Linked DNA regions of Zea mays: region 1 is linked to region 2. The links are chromatin contacts, called in public Hi-C maps. All regions are on one chromosome and are shown on one strand. Each heading gives the region's core, a stretch centred on a gene start, on an enhancer-like site or on the middle of the called end of the contact. The rest is flanking DNA. Distances are from core to core; before and after follow the strand shown. Region 1 has its middle 66 kb from the start of LOC541909. Region 2 holds the start of LOC100191564.

Evidence for each region. Hi-C and Micro-C count contacts between places; a contact is called where the count stands out from the background.
Region 1: a Hi-C map of ear shows a contact between it and region 2, with 1.9 times the contacts expected there. The contact joins the enhancer-like site here to the promoter of LOC100191564 in region 2. A contact is called at or near these places in 2 of 25 Hi-C or Micro-C datasets (ear and endosperm).

Annotation. Positions count from the first base shown.
Region 1 is chr7:42,184,229-42,186,928 of Zm-B73-REFERENCE-NAM-5.0, forward strand. No RefSeq gene overlaps it. Among protein-coding and RNA genes, the nearest start is that of LOC541909, 66 kb to the right of the region's middle. Within about 2 kb of position 1,308, at least 19 of the 20 cell types and tissues checked have an H3K27ac peak or open chromatin away from gene starts, as enhancers often do. A contact at or near this core is called in ear and endosperm, where this site is marked.
Region 2 is chr7:41,732,687-41,735,386 of Zm-B73-REFERENCE-NAM-5.0, forward strand. LOC100191564 reads right to left here and starts at 1,287. Exons shown (of 16, transcript NM_001316917.1): 1 at 1,220-1,287; 2 at 925-1,141; 3 at 725-783; 4 at 542-598; 5 at 412-446; 6 at 195-298; 7 at 1-30. The coding sequence starts at 1,109. LOC100285004 reads right to left here. Exons shown (of 3, transcript NM_001291580.2): 3 at 2,185-2,465. The coding sequence ends at 2,443. It overlaps LOC103632284 (a long non-coding RNA gene), which reads left to right and starts at 790. Exons shown (of 2, transcript XR_555798.4): 1 at 790-1,302; 2 at 1,755-2,404.

The DNA of each region.
Region 1 (2,700 bases), core at 58-2,557, 450 kb after region 2:
AAGCAAACCGCCAGTGCTAATGATATTCACACTGGCGGGCTGCTAAAGATAACCGCCAGTGATAATGTTATTTACACTGGCGGTTGGCAAACAAACCGCCTGTAAAAAAGGCCGATTTCTACTGGCCCCTAGCACTGGCGGCACTGGAAAACGCCAGTGCAAATAGCTCTAGGACCGCCACTATAGAGCTTCTGTGTACTAGTGAATGTAGCTTTACTATCTATTTTGAACACGGCCATGAGGCACATATGTTGCAAAATGATCAAATGCAACAAAATCATTTGCATGCGATACATCTTGTTGCCACGAGTCACGTGTGTGGCACTAGTGTTTGTTGCCATAAAGTATCTTGTGTTAACAAAGACATTTACAACATAGTCAAACGTGGCATTAACACTTATTACCATGAAATCTGTTGTGGCAATAGAGTTTTTTTGTCAACTATCTTAAATGTCGCAATATAACTTCTTGCAACAGAATAGTGCATTTGTAACAATGAACGGCCGCAACACTTGAATACGTTGCAACGGACATAGTAATTGCAACGAAACATAAAATTGTTGTCATATCCTATTGCCACTCATTTTTCGGCAATAGCAACCAGGCAACAGAGGTTGTTGTATCGCAATTGGTACCTATTTCAATGATTTATGGTCTATCGCAATGATTTTTATCCATTGCAAGAGGGTGATTTTTTAGTAGTGAACATTCTTTCTTCTCCTCATTCTCACCCAATGTAGCCGACTACTAAACTTGAACTAAATTTCATTCAAATGTCCCCCAACACCAAGTGAGCGAGGGTCACTAAAGTGAGTGGGAGCAGCCGCATGGGGCTGCTGAGTAGAGAATAGTTTTTTTGCCTAGGTATTTTGTTAGTGACACATATTTATAAAACATGTCACTAAACTGATTGTGTTAGTGTTAGTGACTAAAGTGGTCGTGTTAGTGATTTACGTGTTGCTGATCAGATTCAATTAAAGACATAAAATCTGTCACAGGTTTTACACGCGACACTAATTAACTTAAAATCATATCACTAAATACTATCGAAACCGATTGTTTTGCTGAGTGTCGCAAGCACTTGCGGAAGCCTCAAAAATATTTGGCAAACACTAACACTTGGTAAAGAGAGGTCGGTGATACGTATATGTCGATGCGAGCAAGATCTATCTGTTTCCCGCCATCACATGGCGCGCCGGTAAATGGCGGAGGCGGCCACCCATCCAGACACGGGAGAGCCCGCGAAATTAAACCGACGGTTGTAACCGCCCGGCGACCGGTGGTCCACGGCCACGTTCCTGCGCGAGGTGTGGGGGGGCATATGGTCCGGACTCCGGATAGATCGCGTGATAATCTGATGGTTGCTTCCATGCATGTGGAGTCGATGGAAAAACAAACAAATAAATGCGCGCCGACACTCGGTCGGTACGAGACGACAGGTCATGCATGTGCGTGTGAACCATGCATGCTGGTTTGTCAGCCTACTCCGTCGTCGTTCGTCAGTCAGTGTCAGCTTATTACGCCGGCCGGGGGCAGGGATAACGCGCGCAAATCACTCCGACATGCTGCCGTCGGTTCGATTGGCAACATGCAAAACGTAAGGCACGCTTTGTAATTTTATATATACATAAAAATAAACTAAACTATAGTGGTCTCATACTCCTGTATACTCGTATCGTATCTGCCGACACGCAGACACGTAGCCGTGTTAGAAGCAGAAACATGTATTTTGTAAACGCTACCAAGGTGATGGGCCTGATGGCTTTTGGTCCCATTAGAGATCGAAGAAAAATAATGCACCAACAGCAGGGGCCCAGCCTCCCTCCCAGGGCCCGTGAGGCCGTGACCACCATCCATGCATGTGATGCTGTGCAGAGGGTTGCTTTCAGCTCCTTAACTTGGCTCGCGCCTCTCCGCATCTCGCATGCCGCGATCGAGAATCTCCGCACATGCCACGCGAGGCGGCGGCCGGGCTGAGCGCAACGATGGCAGCTGGCTCGTGCCGCAGCGGCCCGGGTATACGTGTGGCCGTGTGGGTAGGGCCTCTTCCCACGCCGTCTGCTCGGTTAGTTGGCCGCCGCCAGGCCCCAGCGGCAAGCGCCCGCCCGCCGGCACATCCATCCGTCCTGTCGCCGTCGGCCTCCACCGATGCCCTGCAGTCGTCAATGCATGCATGCGTGTACACCAACCAGACGACCGGGGGGGGGGGGGGGGGGGGGGGGGGGGGGGGGGGGGGGGGGGGGGGGGGGGGGGGGGGCTCGCTTGCATTATATTATACTGTGCGGAACATGCGCCATCATCAGTGGCCAGTTTATCATATACTATGCATATATACATACATGGCTTAATTACCGTCACCTCCGAATACTCTACGACTATACGCAACTAATTAATTTAAATCATTTGAAATGCTGACTGTTTTGCTCGTAAATAAAAAAAGGCAGATATTTGTTCTCTTTACTATATACTCGATCTGTTGCTGCTTCCTGTCAGAAAAAGTAGAAAGAGTCCACATATCTGCTTAGATAAAAATAACTGAAACCATGTATGTATAACTTGCCATTAGCTTTTAGAATATTATTCCTAACAAATCAGGTCCTCCAAATGAGCACCAGCAAATTTGCTTTCACCTATTCTGTACAGTTGGCCAAAAGGACATGCAGCCAGTCTGCTCGTATCCATCCACCTGATATCAGTTTC
Region 2 (2,700 bases), core at 37-2,536:
CCAGGCATCCTGTTGCTGCAAGTTCTTGTCCTGCAATTTAAGGAAAGAAGTCCGGTTTCAGTTCAACAGATACACTTATCCTATTCCTTGTAGCGGAAACTTTGGTATTATGGGTGAATTCATTCCCACTTGTGAGCGATTTCAAAAAAATCGGAACTTGTTTGAAGGAGAAGAGAGGGGGAGAGAGAACGTACCCAGCGGAAGAGTAGATGCCAAGCTTAAGCCCCTTGCTGTGAACGTAATCTGCCAGGGCCTTGATTCCGGATGGGAATGTCTTGGGGTTAGCGACCATGTATCCCTGTCAGCAAGTCGATTAGCATTCCTCTTAAACAAACACGTGCTTCAGCAGTGCAAGAATTTAACTGAAAGTAACTGACGACAAGGTCACGTAGCAGCACTCGTACGTACTACCTCTTTGGTTCTCTCGGAATCCGCCCAGCAGTCATCTGCAATAGCCAATAATGATGCCATCTTTCAGTAACACTGGACAACTGAACCGATGCAGCCATAGAGAAATAGAGATAGAGATAGGATGCGATACCTAAGTTGACATACGTGTAGCCAGCCTTTGCAAGTCCGATGGCGACGAGCGCATCAGCTGCGGGGGTTCCCAAAGCAGGTTGACAGCGAATCAATCAATAGCCATATCATCATCAGAAAGAAAAAAACCAACAATGGCGCTGGTGATTTTTCAGATAGGAGCTGGAGGGTACTGGTCTCTGACCGGTGCTCCGGACGACCGCCTCGTTGATGTCGCACTGGAAATGGTTCCAGCTGTTCCACCTGCGAAGCGGCGACAGAACGCAACAAGAGAAGAAGAAAACCCCACGGAAAGGAAGGCTCAGACAAGACAGCCGGGGAGCGGCGGAAGCCACGCATGCGCATGCATCTGAATCCGGAGTGCTGGTTTCGTTCCTCACTCACCCCATCTGCGGCGTCAGCCCGAGCCCGTTGGCGAAGAGGACGCGCCGGCCGCCTCCGCCTGCAGGCAGCGGCGGCCTGGCGTAGTCCGCAGCGTCGAGCGCTGCCACCGCGGCGGCGAGGCAGGCGGCCAGCAGGAGGAGCGCGGCCGTCGTACTCGGACACAGGCTCTGAATCTCGGGCGCCATCCTTGTTGCTTCGGCGCTGCGTCGCGTCCTGCCTGCGTACTCTGTGGGCTTGTCACCATGCCGGTATCCGTATATATGCGTGCGCTGGAGAAGAGGAGAAGGGGGCGTACCAGTGCGCACGCGCTGCAGTCTGTGCGGCAGCGGTACTCCAGCTTGTCTGACGCGTGACGGGCCCGGGGTGTCGGACGTAGCCGTAAGCTTTCAGTTTCCGGTGCATTAACCATCTCCAACTCACCAACAGAATTTTTACAATTGATGGCCTTCGTTTACCGATGATCTTCATTTATTGATAATATCTTTTTCCTTCTTCTTCTTCCCTAACAGATTACCAATATAATTCGAACTTTTAGATAGCAGACTAGAGATAGAATAGGAGACACGATGAGTAATCTGTTATATCAACTATGTTTCTTTGTGTACTCAATCTATTTCGTATTTATAAGACGTTTTGCTTTTTTTTCTTCTGTATGCCTAGATTTTATGTATTTGGATATGCAAAAATAATGCATACAAATCAAGACGTCTTATAATTATGCTTCGTTATGTAGTGTATACCAAATAATATAATTTAAAATGCAGGGGGCGGGGGCACTTTTTAGCATTGAATGAGCTAATCTGTTTGAGATCCTCTTGCATCCATGGCAGGGGAGAGGTGCGCGGGAATCGCTCAATTAAAAGCCGTGACACACGGGCGACAGCTTGTTGTGGACGACAGCTTGTTGTGGGCGCCCTGCATGCGGTGATTTGGTCTGCTTGCCTCCTGCGATTAAAATATGATTTCTCAAATCAAAACAACAGGTATGGCAATTAAAATGCGATTTCGAACGAACCCAAAGTTTCGCCGTGACTGGTTATGAACGGCAAATGTGTTGTCAATGTACAGGCAAAAAAAAAGTAATCTAGCAATACAAGCATACAACCGAATCACACCCCGTCAGTCCGTCACAGTTTTCATCACTTCTGAATGAATGGATGAACGACGGCGTAACTATGGACGCAAGCAACCCTCCAGCCGTATAAATAGATATACCTCTGCTCAACACCCATCATTTTTGGACCGTTGGAGGCAAACAAGTAACCAAAAATAACGCTGGCATAACACGCATGCATTAGATTCGCCACTTAGGACCCATCAACATATTGCTGCAGTGTCTCAGTTCTCAAATCAGTCCCCAGTTCAAGCGTTACAAATTATACAGCTCAGGTTCAAAGGAGGCACACGACATACAAACGTTAAGTCTGACATTTTCATTTCCCCCAGAAGACTGTTTACATAGGTAATGTGGCGAGTAATAGATCAACCATCTTCAGTGTTTTCCCTTGTCTTCACTCTTCAGCGCGCTTCATATTGGACAACTGTACAAGAAACATAACGTTTGGTGAGGCCCACATAGGAACAAAGGTCAAATTCAAAATAGAAATCGAATTCAGAAGTATCAATCTAATAGTCTAATAAAGCATGACATCAAACTTCACACCAAATTCAGCCATCGTCTTATAAGTGGCCAGAATTGTCAACCATGAGCTCTAAATGCGCACTCGATTCAGCTAACGTTTTATGCATCTAGAATTGTCAACCATGAGGTCTCAC